2 separate regions of the Mus musculus genome follow, and region 2 is linked to region 1. The links are chromatin contacts, called in public promoter capture Hi-C maps. All regions are on one chromosome and are shown on one strand. The core of a region is the stretch at or near the end of the contact, and the rest is flanking DNA. Distances in the headings are between cores, read along the strand shown. Region 1 overlaps Ralbp1 (ralA binding protein 1). Region 2 overlaps Twsg1 (twisted gastrulation BMP signaling modulator 1).

Region 1 (6,926 bases), core at 1,391-3,890:
GCTCAGTTTCGGATGGTGGAATTACAGGTGCCTGCGTCTTCCTTGAGACTTCTGATTTTCTTCTGATGTGCCTGCCCAGTGCGAGAGGGTCCTAGTGCTTCAGGCTCCTGAGAACTGAAGTATATAATCCCTGGAGTGTAAGGTCACAGTGTGGTGGGGGTGTTGTCTGTAGATGCGGGGTTCACTGCTGAGTGTTCACGGTGGTTTTGCGTCTTGTTGAGTATGTGCTGACTGCCCATGTTTTCTTCCATGCAGGTGTAATGGATAGGTAACAGAGAAGACCACTTCCCTTCCTCGGCAGGGCATCAGCATGACTGAGTGCTTCCTGCCCCCGAGCAGCAGCCCTAGTGAACACCGCAGGGCCGAGCATGGCAGCGGGCTGACCCGGACCCCCAGCTCTGAGGAGATCAGTCCTACAAAGTTCCCTGGATTGTACCGGACAGGCGAGCCCTCGCCTCCCCATGACGTCCTCCATGAGCCTCCTGATACAGTGTCAGATGACGACAAAGACCATGGAAAGAAAAAAGGGAAATTTAAGAAAAAGGAGAAAAGGAGTAAGTGCTGACTCTCAGGCCTGCGCCTTGGTCTCTTGAGGGGTCTCTCGGGCGCAGCTAGCGTGATAGGCCGTAGGTACCTCCTGCTCTGACTGCAGGCTCCCGTCCTCTTCTGAAATGTATCTAGGCATGTGCTGTCCTTTAGGTCATGGTTCCTTAATTTGTCTTTGTGTCACAGATAAAGACACCAAGTTTCCAGAAAGGGTGAGTCTCCCAGTGTGCATTGTAAGAGTGGTAGCTTCAAATGGTGTATAAAGAGTAGAAGCTGGAATTTTGCTCAGCTGGTTAAACCCTGCTAGGTTTTGTGGTCATTTGGGAACTGTTGGAACTGTGAAAGAAGTTATCTGTTAGCTTTTCATTCCCGGAGTCTCTTCTTAGGGAGGATTGATTGCCTAATTATAGCTGTTTAGTATGTTAAAAGCAAATAAGGCAATTTAGTATTACTTTAAAAAAAATCATAGTATGTTAATTGCCTGGGAAGTTACAGATTCTGTGACTACTGTGTTACTTGAAGGTAGCTTGGACTGTGACCAGCACAGGACCTGGTGATGAAGCCTGTTGGACATGCCTTCTACTGCCTTAAAGGGGGTCTCCATTCCTGTCCCCAGAGCTCACGTCTTTCTTCACAGGTTGGCACTGCCTGAGTTGGAGCTTAAGAAAATGAAAGCGTTTGTTTGGTTGATTGGTTGGGTTGATTTAGTTTGGTTTTTAAGGCAGGGTTTCTCTGTGTAGTCTTGGCTGTCCTGTAGACCAGGCTGGCCTCAACTTAGAGATCAGCCTGCCTCTGCCTCCAGAGTGCCGGGACTAGGCCTGTGCCACTGCCCCCATCTTGCCCTTAAGATTTTTGCAGTTCTGGTTAGTTCAAGGCTTATGGTGTTTATGGTTAAAAGATAATTTAGAAACTATTTTTAATCTTTGTTATAAAGTAACTTGTAAGGTAGCTCTACAGAAAGCAATAGCCTTTGGGGTTATTGGAAACAGCAAGGTAAGCTGGAGGGGTGGGGGGCTCAGGTTCAGAGTGCTGCTCTTCCAGAGCACACATGACCTCCTGACCACTGGGACTCGAGCTGCAGGGACCTGATGCGTCTGGTGTAGTGTACACTGATACGGACACACACACACACACACACACACACACACACACACACACACACAAGATAACAGTAGGAAGGAAGTTGCTGGACATTGTAGTCCACACAGCTAATCACTTGGAAGGCAGAGAGGTGGGAGGATCTCTTTGAGTTCAAGGCCAATCTGAGTTCCAGGACAGTCAGAGCTCTATAGAGAGACCTTGTCTCAGGTAGGTAGGGAGGGAGGTAGAAAGTAGCCAGTCAAAAGAGAGGGGAGAGGGAGGGGAGCAAAGAGCTGTGTGCATGCATGCCGATAGACAAACTATTCTGGAGGCCAATACAGAAGCATCACCTGTGGCCAGTGTAAGCCAGCCTGGGTGTCGTGGTGAGACTCATCCCTAAAAAACAAACAAAAGCAAATTGGTGTTAGTGCAGTTTTAAAAGTGATCATTTTTATTCTTTACATTATCCTTTACATCACATTATGTAAATTATCTTTACATAAAGAATAATTACAGTCTTTATCCTGCCTAGCTCCCAAATAAATGAGACAGACTATATGATTTATTTAATCAAGCTTTACAGTACACTGGCTGAGCAGTTATTAATCTTCTTTAATCCTCTAAGGCAATCTGGCTACCTCCCAGCCAATATCCCCAGGGTACTGCATTTTAGTTCTGGTCTGCCTTTCTCTGCTCTAGGTGTGTTCACCCTTCACCTGGAGAGGGTGAAGTCTCTCCCTTCTCCCTTCTCCCTTCTCCCTTCTCCCTTCTCTCTCCCTTCTCCCTTCTCCCTCTCCCTCTTTTTCTCCCTTTTCCCTCTCCCTCTCCCTTCTCCCTTCTCCCTCTCCCTCTCCCTCTTTTTCTCCCTTCTCCCTCTCCCTCTTTCTCTCCCTTCTCCCTTCCTCTCCTTCCCTCCCCTCCCCCTTCTCTGGCTGGGAAATCCAGCCCTCTTCTCTCCTCTGCTCAGCCATTGGCTGATCAGCTTTTATTGACAAATCAGATAGTAAATTGGGAGCAATGTTGACATAACATTGAGACTGGAAATTCTTAGAAGCAGCATTACAATGGCATGTCCAGATTGTAACCAGATTTGGGGGCAGAGAAATCAGCATTTGAATAATACATGGGTCATCTTTACATAAGGACATATGCTACATAGTAACATTATGCTACAAACTAGTAATTCTGACTTGGTGTTAAGGCAGTTGGAGTCTTTGTCAGAATGCAGACATTGCTCCTAATGCATCAGATAATCATTTACATTCAGCCTTCAGTTTAAAGGAGGCTGTGGTCGGTGCTCCAGAAAGGCAAGTGATGGGTGGGGGTCATATGGGAGTGCCTGGAGCACACGAACAGTTGTGCAGTTTGTAAAGTGCTTCCAGGTTGCCCAAGGCACTGGCCCCATGTCCGTTTTTCAGGATTGATCGCATTAGTCCTCTGTGTTTACTGTTTCATGTGTGTTCATACTTTAGTGTTTCTCAGAACTCGGCTTGCATACACATACTAACTACTTACTACTTTCCTCTCAACATTGATATTGCAATGATAGCTGCTATCTGTTGCCCTCTTGTGGTCACTGAGTGTCACTACTCTATTGTCTTTTGATGATTTTGTTTTAGAGGCTCAAGAGGCCAGAGATTGGATAGCTCCTGCCAGGGGCCACCTTTTTGTTTCTCTTGTTAGGAAGCTTGTGACTAACCACAATTTATACTGCATTTCTTTGGCAGCTGAAGGCTACGCTGCCTTCCAGGAAGACAGCTCTGGAGATGAAGCTGAAAGTCCTTCCAAGGTGAAGAGGTCCAAGGGAATCCATGTGTTCAAAAAGCCCAGTTTCTCTAAAAAGAAGGAAAAAGATTTTAAAATCAAAGAAAAACCCAAAGAAGAAAAGCATAAAGAAGAAAAGCACAAAGAGGAAAAGCATAAAGAAAAGAAATCGAAAGACTTGACAGCAGCTGATGTTGTTAAACAGTGGAAGGAAAAGAAGAAAAAGAAAAAGCCAATTCAGGAGCCAGAGGTGCCTCAGATGGACGCACCGAGTGTCAAGCCCATTTTTGGGGTTCCCTTGGTTGACGCAGTAGAGAGGACCATGATGTACGACGGCGTCCGGCTGCCAGCTGTCTTCCGGGAGTGTGTGGACTACATGGAGAAGCACGGCATGAAGTGTGAAGGCGTCTACCGGGTGTCAGGTATGGGGACGTGAAGGCTGCTTGGCGGTGGCTTTAGCAGATTAGCTGCACTTGGCTTCCTAAAGTGTGCTATCTTGTAAGGAGCCTAAACCGTAGTCGCTTGCGTGGTCCCTACATGACCTCCACCATCGTGGCTGGTTCTCGTGCAGTTTCCTTCCGCGAGGTTTTACTCCCAAGCCAGTCGCAGCTTGCAGCAGCTGGGCAGAATGAAGCATGTGGGTTGTAGCGTGTAACAGGCTGAGGTGCCGAGTCTTGTCTCAGCGTCTTTCTAAGCCTAGGTGTTGGGAAGGCTGAGAGCTCTGTGAAGGAAGCTTTCAGCCAAGAGATGGCTAATGACACAGCCTGTGGTCTGTTTCCTCAGTGTGACTGAACACACAGAGAGTTGTTTTCTAGATGGTTGGGCCAAACGTGAATGTTCCTGTCAGCCTCATACAGCTATTGCAAATGTCAGTGAAACTGACAATCGGTTCATCTACACACAGTTTCTACAGGAAATTGTAGTTTATGCTCGGCTGTTATGTGTTACATATTGGGAATCTAGAACCAAGCAATATATACGTTATTTAGAAGTACAAAGATTTCTTCAAAAGCAGCATGAGTTCTGTGATAACTTGGGATTCAGGCTCCAAGGTAGGCAGTATCTGCACCTGTGTTACACTCCCATGGAGAGTGGTTTTCATGGAGCGCTTTGATCACTTAACTCTTTATGGCAACAGGTGTGTCCTGTATGTTTAGACCAAAGAGAAAGATTAAGCAAGTTTTCCATTTAATTGGCTAGTATCCTTTCTAGCACATAGATTTGATACTTGGGGTAACATTTTTATGACCCAGTAGATAAAATGCTTCATTGTTTCTATTTCATAAGAATTATACACAAGCATGCAAGGTTGATTTTTACGATTATTTTTATTGATTGATTTTTGAAGATTTAAACAGTGATAGAAGCTATTTTCCCCACACTATCTTGATAAGCATGAAGACTGGGGGGGAATGAATGTTTCTTTGAAAATTTTCTGTAGCTTTGTTCAAAAATTCTTTTGTTTCTGACCTATTTTTGATATTTGTATCTTTTGGAAAACCTCACCATTCCTAATAGAATGCCTCTTTTTTTGTGAGAGCATTCAGTAGTTGTTTCCACACTGGCAGCCTCACACCATGGCACACTATCTGTGTAGCTGTGTCTCTCCTCTACCCCACTTGTCTGACTGAGATTTGACCCAGGGCCCATGTTCTTGGGAAGCAAGGGCCCTGTCACTCACATACATCCTTGGCCCCCAACCCTGGCTTTGCTATTTGTTAATATGATAATGCCTTTTTTCCCTGGAGATGTTTGGTTCTCGTTTATATCAGTTCTAATTTAAAAATGAACTTGAAAGGGGCTGGAGAGATGTTTCAGCAGTTAAGAGACTGGCTGCTCTTCCAGAGTACCCGGCTTCAATTTCCAGCTCACAACTGTCTGTAATCTAGTTCCAGGGGCTTTGACGCCCTCTTGTGGTCTCTGGGCACCAGGCATGCCCTTGGTGCACAGATGTCTGATAAATGTAGATAAATGAAAAAGCAAACACTAGTTGAAAGACAATTTAAATAATGTTCTGTATTTGCGTCATAATACTTTCAACATTAAATGTACTTTTATACTACTCTATTCTGACTAGAATTCCTTATGAAGTTTCCAGGGTTTTTTTCAAATATTTATTTATTATTATACATAAGTACACTGTAGCTGACTAAAGACACACCAGAAGAGGGCGTCAGATCTCATTACAAAAGGTTGTGAGCCACCATGTGGTGGTTGCTGGGATTTGAACTCAGGACCTTCAAAAGAGCAGTCAGTGCTCTGACCCCCTGAGCCATCTCGCCAGCCCGAAATTTCCATTTTGTTGTTGTTGTTTTGTTTTGTTTTTCGAGACAGGGTTTCTCTGTGTAGCCGTGGCTGTCCTGGAACTCACTTTTTAAACCAGGCTGGCCTTGAACTCAGAAATCCGCCTGTCTCTGCCTCCCAAGTGCTGGGATTAAAGACCACCACTGCGCAGGCCAAAAAAGAACTCAAACTTTCAAATAGAAATTAGGTGGGTGTTGTACAATAGAGAACAATTTTCCAGGAGCTTTGTTCTGCAACATGGACTTAGTTACAAAGAAACAGCTGGGAAAGGCTAAGTGTGACAGACTGACCGAGTTTCATTTTATACTGTCTGTCTTGTTGAGGACTCAGGAACCTGGCTTTCTGTGCACAGTGCATATGCTCAGATTATAGCTTCATTTGCTCCTGAGTTATTATCTAACTGCCATTATATTTAAATTTTTTCCTGGATTAAACATTTTCATAATATCCCGTGGTTTCGGGGATGTTCCGTTTCCAGCTGTGGTTTTATGTGCTGTGTTCGTTCATACAGAGTTCTGTGACCCATCCGCAGACATGGATTCTACCAGGACGGTTTGTGCTTAGTTTTGAGAAGGGTCTCACTGTGTAGCCCAGATTATCAGACTTGAGCTGGCAGCCGTCCTCCTGCCTCAGCCTCTAGTGCTGAGATCACAGGCATGTGCCCCCAGCCTGGCTCCCAGGGCTTCTCCCCGGCTGTTCTGTGTCTGTGCGGCAGGTGTGTGTGTAGTGGTGGAGAAAGTGTGTCTGATTCTGGTATCCTCTCTCTCCTAAATTTAATGTTTTAAGGAATCAAATCAAAGGTAGATGAGCTAAAAGCAGCCTATGACCGAGAGGAGTCTCCAAACTTAGAAGAATATGAGCCTAACACTGTAGCCAGCTTGCTGAAGCAGTATTTGCGAGACCTTCCAGAGAATTTGCTTACCAAAGAGCTTATGCCCCGGTTTGAAGAGGCTTGTGGGAAGACCACAGAGATGGAGAAAGTGCAGGAATTCCAGCGCTTGCTCCGGGAACTGCCGGAGTGCAATCATCTTCTGCTTTCCTGGCTCATTGTGCACCTGGACCACGTCATTGCGAAGGAGCTGGAAACGAAGATGAACATCCAGAACATCTCTATAGTGCTGAGCCCCACCGTGCAGGTACGGTCCTGTCCACACACACACTTTTGGTACTGGCACTGGGAAACTGGGGAACTCGTCTGTTGCTGAGTCTCATGGAAAACAGTGAATCTAAGG
Region 2 (6,926 bases), core at 3,257-5,756, 66 kb before region 1:
GCCACCAACATCCTCAGAGCTCTGAGGCTGACCCTTAGCAGGTGCTATAATCCAAATGACCTGTTTTAAAGTGCTAGACATGTAATGCTACCTGGGCAGTTACCCTAGGCGCCCATGGTCTGAGTGGCTTCTCTGGGGGGCAGTGGTCCTTCTTTGGCTATCAAACAAGGCAGCATTAAATCTTTAGCTGTAGCACAGAGCAGCTCTGGCCTTTGCCAGGCCCAGAGTGTCTGAGAGGTTTTTATGTAGAAGAGGATTTAGGGAAACTAGCTCACTCTGACCAGGCAGAAGATGAAAGGCAGTCTACCCTCAGGGCTGAGCCCTGGTGGCCAGTGAGGCATGGGCAGTTTTCCCAAGTGCTTAGCCTTTCCACAATCCAGGTGGAGTCCTCGGCGCCCTGTCTGTCTTCTTCGGAGACCTTACAGTTGCTGCTGCTAGGAGCTGGCGTTTCTGTCTAGTATAGAAGCTTTTTCATTAAATATTTTAAATGCTATCCCCACCAGATCTCTGAAAACTTTGAGGAACATAATCTATTAAGTATACCAGAGTTAAAGAAACTTTACTTGTTTTTAGTTACTTCTTAAAACAAGTAACTTTTTTTCATGGCTTAACTTGAAAACACATACAGGAGGCTAAATAAAACTCATCATTGTGAATGAATTACAACTGTACTTAGCATGGTGTCTTAGGTAGGGTTTTACTGCTGTGAACAGACACCATGACCAAGACTGGCTCCCACGTGCTTAGGAGGAAGGTCTCATTGCCCACCCTCACAGTGACATACTTTCTCCAACAAGGCCACACCTCCTAATGGTGCCAGTCCCTGGGCCAAGCATATTTAAGCCATGACACATGGCTGTAAGCATATCTCTGAGAGCATTAAAGAGCATGAATCCTTTATGAGGTCAGTAAGCTAACTGACCATTAACTTACATGTCTTAATTATCTAACAGTTTACAAGCTTTTATGAGATTAGGATTTTACAGCTTTATGCCTGTTAAGTTTAAGCCTTAAATTTTTGAGTTAAAGATTTAATTGAAGAGCCTTTAGAACCAAAATAAAACTTTAAACTATAAATTTAGTTAATAGAGACTGGGAACTTTATCCCTTTATAGTGCATCATTATAGAATATCAGAACTTTTTATATGACTCAGTTTAAACAAGAGTTGAATCCAAGTGTTACGGTTTGTACGCACTCAGCCCAGGTAGTGGCACTATTAGAAGCTGTGGCCCTGTTGGAGTAGAAGTGTCACTGTGAGTGTGGCCTTTAAGACCCTCACCCTAGCTTCCTGTAAGTTAGTCTTCCACCAGCAGCCTTCACATGAAGATGTAGAACTCTCAGCTCCTCCTGCACCATGCCTGCCTGGATACTGCCATGTTCCCACCTTGATGATACTGGACTGAACCTCTGAACCTGTAAGCCAGCCCCAATTAAATGTTGTCCTTTATAAGACTTGCCTTGGTCATGATGTCTATTCACAGCAGTAAAACCCTAAAACACCAAGTTACATTTACAATATATCCTAAACAAAAGTTATATCACATATAGAGTTATGTTGTAGCAAATTAAAATTACCTATAAATAGGTTTTGAAGTATAAACCTTTTTGTTAAAAGGTTTAAGCCAAATTTTGCTACAGATTTTACAGAATTTTTTTACTATACCCATTGAATTTTCAAATCCTGAGATAAAGACTGTTTACACAATAGTCTTAAAAGACTTCTTGAGAGCAGAGTGTAGAGAAATCATAGTATAACTTTAGGTTTTTCAAACCTTATTTTTAATGATGGTTCTTAAATGCTTCAACCTCCCTGTTAGCCCACCACCCACCAGAGGTAGTGGGAAAGAAAAGATACAGGGGAGGTGGACCTGTTTAGAAAGGTTCTTTAGAGCAACTCCCGCCTGTGTTGTCTGAAAATCTGCAGTTCAGTTCAGTTCACAGATTAGCAGCAACAGCTTGGTCCACTTGCAAACAATTCACTGATACACCAGTAGTCCAGTTCAGTAGAGTCAGGATAGCAACAACAATGGCACAACCTAATAGATAGCCAGGCCTCTGCCTCCGTACATGTCAACAGGAGGGACCCAAAGGGTCACCAGAAGTTCTTGGCTGTGCCTCTCTCAGGGAAGCGAAGATCAGCAAAGATGTGAGACCCACAAAGGTTGCACAGCTAGCTATACCAGCAAGCCAAGCTCTGTCTCCATCACTCTGTGGAGTCCTATTTATGCCCTCCAAACATCAGGTGTCCTCCATGTGGCTTGCCTCAGCGCGTGCATCCAGCCAGCCCGAGTCCGTGGAAGCAGCAAGAAACTGCAGTGAACCACCAGAAGTTTTTTGGTCCATTTCAATCTATGGAGTTCCAACAAATGTTGAAATTAATGTCAGTATTTGGGGCTGGAGACATGGCTCAGTGGTGAAGAGCACTGGCTTCACTTTGAGGACCCAGGTTCAGTTCTACACCTCCATTGATGGCTCACAGCAGTCTATAACTCCAGTTGCAGGGGATCCAGTGCCCTCTTCAGGCCTCCATTGGCACTGCATGCACAGGGTGCATCGATATCACAGCTATGAATGCAGGTAAAACACCCATACACATAAAATGATAAAATAAATATAAACATTAGAATATCATGAACTATAAAACAAACAGATTGAAAATATTACAGGATACTCAAGGAAAGAAAGATTTAAAATAGACGGGTGGGGAGAAAGTCAGCTAGGTGTGGTTGAAGCACACCTTTAATCCCAGCACTCAGGAGGCAGTTAGGCAGATCTGTCTGAGTTTGAGGCCAGCCTGATCTACAAAGCAAGGTCCAGGATACCCAGGACTGTTATACAAAGAAAACTGTCTCTAAATAAATAAACATAAATAAATAAATAAAATTTTAAAGTCAAACAATAATAGAAGAAAACGTCCCAGTTCTGGAGTGAGGGGTTCTTGAAAGACTTCATAGAATGCTGAGCAACTTTAAGAAAGACTTATTTACCTGTAGATAATCCTCTATAAAAATTTATTAGCTTTCAAGTTAAAGAAGATTCTAGAAGATTTTAGAAAAAAAATAATGCCTGGGTGTGATGATCCTGGAAGGCTGAGGTAGGACCCTGTGCGTTCACAGTAAGAACGAGTGTTAGGGAAGGGGCGCACAGACAGGAGGGATGGAGAGGGCAGGCAGGTGCACAGTGCAGAAACACAGCACACACCAACTGCCCTCGGTGTTCATCAGGACCACTGGGTCACTGGGCCACTTGTTTGTAGCCATGTAAGAACTAAGTTTTCTTCTCCTCATATAGTAAGTGAGCGAAGGCTGGAGCTCCACCGTGAGATTCCCATAGATGGTTGCAGAGTGCTGTTACCATGGTTACCACCTCTGCATCCTCTCTTGCCCTCCCCACTCATGCTGGTCCTCTCCTGACTTTGTCCCTTATTAGGCAGGGTCTCACTGTGTAGACCACAATGACCTGGAACTCTCTGTGGTGACCAGGTTGGCTTGAAATTCACAGAGATCCGCCTGCCTCTGCCTCTGAATGCTGGGCTCAAAGGTGTGTGCCAGCACTCCCAGACTTGATGTCTTTTTAAAAAGAAAATTTACATTCCGCATTGGAGAGAAAAATAAAAGCTATAATAGAAGACCAACGAAACATAAATAGGGCAGAAAAACAAAGAGAAAAACACGGATTGAAGAAAAATAGCAGGTTTAACTGAGAGTTCAGTTAAGAACCATTGGAAAACAGCCACACAGGGGACATGGGAGACAGACATCCCTGGCCGAGGCAGTGAGGAAAGGCTCTGAGCTCTCCTGTGAGGAGGAACTAGGCCTTCAGACTCTGAAGCACAAGTTTGAGAGTATATTTTCCTCAAGAAATGTTGAAGCTTTGTTCTATGTTCAACAATCCTAAGCTTAGTAGTACAGACGTACATGTGTGTCAGGCTACTGTCGCAGAGCTCACGTGTGGACGGAGCACAGGTGTCTGTCACAGATGAATGGGTGGCGGTACCGATGTAAAGTGGACGTAGAATTCCTTTAACTAACAACAGCTTAGTGGTCATGAGCCGTTTTTAGTTCATCCTTGTCCTACACTGTTTTATTTCTTCACTTAAAAGGATGAGCTTGCTGGGTTTAACAGTCTTACTCTCAGGACTTGAAATATATCATTCTAACTGACCATGGTGGCATATGCTGTAATCCTAGCACTTGGGAGACTGAGACAGGAGGATAGCCACAAATCTGAGGCCAGCTTGGGCTACATGGTGAATTCAAGGCAAGTCTGTACTGTATAGAGACCCTGTCTCAGAACACACAAACACACACAAGGAGCAGTAAGCAATAGTTTTTCCTTTATTGATACTTTGATGCCCAACATTTTGTCACCCTTGACCTCCATCCCTAACACTCATTCTTTTGTCTGACTTAGTGGTTTGTTGGCGATGCTTTCCAGTGTATTTGTGTTGGAATTATGTGAGGTTTTTATTTGCACGTTGGCTGGGTTTTAGATGTTGAAACTCTCTGTTCTCGTGCCTCACTTCTCATCGGGTCACTGCTGCTCCCTCACGCTACTGCTTTTGATCCAGGCCTGTGGAGTGGATGTTCAGTTCTTTGTCATCTCGGCTGCCTCAGTCTCTTGTGTTGAGCAGCTGTGGCTCTGTGGCGGAAGCTGCCTCTCCTTTTCATGATCCCTATGCTCTGGTGACGGGCATCCTTCCTGAAGCAGCCCACCCTCAGGCTCTGTCGCCCATCCCCCTCAGACTGGAGGAAGCCAGCTGCCCTAAGAGAGTGTGTTGGGCTTTCCATTCTACTCCTTCCCATCCTAGGTGCCAGAGATGCAGTTGCCAGCTGTCCCTAACTGTCCTGTGTCAGTTCTGTCCCTCTGTGCCTCTTAGCTGTCTTGTCACCTTTGTGGGTCCTGACTGTTTCCATCTCTTTCTCTTCCCAGAGTAAAATCTGTCCTTTGTCACCTGACTCTTTGTTCATGGTTGTTTCCAAGAGGCAGCTTCTGTGCCCCACCTTACCTACAGTTCCCCTCCATGTCCTGGCTTTAATGGTCACCATGTAAATTACAAACCTGCCTAGGTTTATAAATGTACAACACTGCATTTTCTGTAATGTAATGATCCCTTTGATGATAAGCACTGGAGTTTTAAGTCTGACCTTTGAACTCAGGCATTCCCCCTGTCTTCTCTGGTTACTGGTTCCTTTTGCCACAGAATCTGACAGAAGACTTGCGTGTGTGTTGAACAGTCTGCTAAGCAGCACTGGCTGTCCGCTGCACTTGAGGCTTACTTGTAGCATATGGTAATTGCGACAGTGAACATGAGAGCGTTGAGTCATGATACTGGCCCTGTTCCTAGATTATGTAATAGCAGACAAGACATTGACTTGATTTGGGCCTGTTTCCTCACTGAGAGTAAAGTGTTCTTACTTGATCATCGAATCTGTGATGCTGCCGTATAATCTAAATTGTTAAGTTAAATTTTATGAGAGATACATGTTATTCTACTCAGCTCTTGCCAAATTCTGTAAGAATATGTAAAAAATAAAGATGGGAAGAGGGAGGGAGGGAAGGAGGGAGGGAGGGAGGGAGAGAGAGAGAGAGAGAGAGAGAGAGAGAATGAATTGATTGATTTATAAAATTTAAAGAATTTACAAATTTTGGCTTAACTTTTCAAACTTTTACTCCAGGGAAGACACAAAGCTCCATATTAGAGATGATCGATACTAAAGTGTGAAGCATGACTGTTTTTAAAGTATAGTAGACAAGGAGTGCCTACCAGTATACACAGTATACACAAGACTTAATCCCCAGAACTAAATAAAGCCAGATGTTGTCTTACACATCTGTAATCTCAGCACAGAGGTTAGGGATAGGAGGGTTGGGCGTTGAAGATCATCCTTGGGCTATGTTTTGATGTGAACTGTCTCCCACTGTGTGTGTGCGTGCGTGTGTGTGTGTGCGTGCGTGTGTGTGTGTGTGTGTGTGTGTGTGTGAATGTGTGTGTGTATGAACAGCTGGTCCCAGCTGATGATGCTGTGACGGATGCTGTGGGACCTTTAGGAGGAGCCTTGCTAGAGAAGTAGGACATTGGAGCAAGCCCTGGGGTGGGGTTTTATAGCCTGGCCCACTTCCTGTCCATTCTGTGCATCCTGACTGTGGAGGTGACCACTAGCCTGGGATAGCAGGTGTGCAGTCCCACACAGGTTATACAGTGGTGGGGTTTGAACTAGGGGCTTGCAGAGCATTCTAGCAGCTGAGCTGTATCCCAAGCCCTGGGCCCAGCTTTCATGCTCATATGTTGATTGAGTTGGTGAAATCTTCCATTCTATGTCTTACACACACGCACACACACACACACACACACACACACACTCCTAGGTGTCTGTGTTGCCAAAGCCTTGGAATCCTTTCTGTGCTGTCCTGGTTGCTGTTAGTGGAGGGGAGTTTGGAACTTGGTTTGCTCAGTGGGTAATTCTCATTACTTTTTGTCTTTTCAAGGCTAAAAAGGCTGTGAAAACATCAATATGTAACATTTAAAAAAAAAAATCAGTGTTAACATTGAGAGCTTTCATCCCAGGGAATTAGCAGAATCCAGCAGTGTTATAATCCGTAAGGAGAGTAAACTTGCAAGGCCTGTTTCCCCAGGTATGTGCAACCCTCGGAATTACAGCGACACCCCGCCCACATCCAAGAGCACCGTGGAGGAGCTGCACGAGCCCATTCCGTCCCTGTTCAGGGCGCTGACGGAGGGCGACACCCAGCTGAACTGGAACATCGTCTCCTTCCCTGTGGCAGAGGAGCTGTCACACCATGAAAACCTAGTCTCCTTCCTAGAAACTGTGAACCAGCTGCACCACCAAAACGTGTCTGTTCCCAGCAACAATGTCCACGCCCCCTTCCCCAGCGACAAAGGTACCCGTTCTACTCTGCTGT

The links. Capture Hi-C pulls out chosen DNA fragments and counts their contacts.
Region 2: a promoter capture Hi-C map of liver shows a contact between it and region 1. The contact joins two enhancer-like sites. A contact is called at or near these places in 12 of 39 promoter capture datasets (the 3T3-L1 cell line, 3T3-L1-derived adipocytes, the HPC-7 cell line and 8 more), 1 of 15 datasets of contacts at CTCF or cohesin (the NIH/3T3 cell line), 80 of 484 Hi-C or Micro-C datasets (the 3T3-L1 cell line, 3T3-L1-derived adipocytes, the 63-12 cell line and 51 more), 10 of 115 datasets of contacts at active chromatin or transcription factors (the 230-238 cell line, Th17 cells, embryonic fibroblasts and 4 more) and 4 of 9 other capture datasets (adipose tissue, embryonic stem cells, liver and 1 more).

Annotation. Positions count from the first base shown.
Region 1 is chr17:65,861,160-65,868,085 of GRCm38.p6, reverse strand. It overlaps Ralbp1 (ralA binding protein 1), which reads left to right. Exons shown (of 10, transcript NM_001198949.1): 2 at 256-554; 3 at 3,354-3,812; 4 at 6,481-6,830. The coding sequence starts at 311. Among named protein-coding and RNA genes, the nearest start is that of Ralbp1, 20 kb to the left of the region's middle. Within about 2 kb of position 2,640, at least 11 of the 459 cell types and tissues checked have an H3K27ac peak or open chromatin away from gene starts, as enhancers often do. A contact at or near this core is called in liver, where this site is marked.
Region 2 is chr17:65,929,526-65,936,451 of GRCm38.p6, reverse strand. It overlaps Twsg1 (twisted gastrulation BMP signaling modulator 1), which reads left to right. Exons shown (of 5, transcript NM_023053.3): 4 at 6,639-6,905. Among named protein-coding and RNA genes, the nearest start is that of Twsg1, 18 kb to the left of the region's middle. Within about 2 kb of position 4,506, at least 132 of the 459 cell types and tissues checked have an H3K27ac peak or open chromatin away from gene starts, as enhancers often do. A contact at or near this core is called in liver, where this site is marked.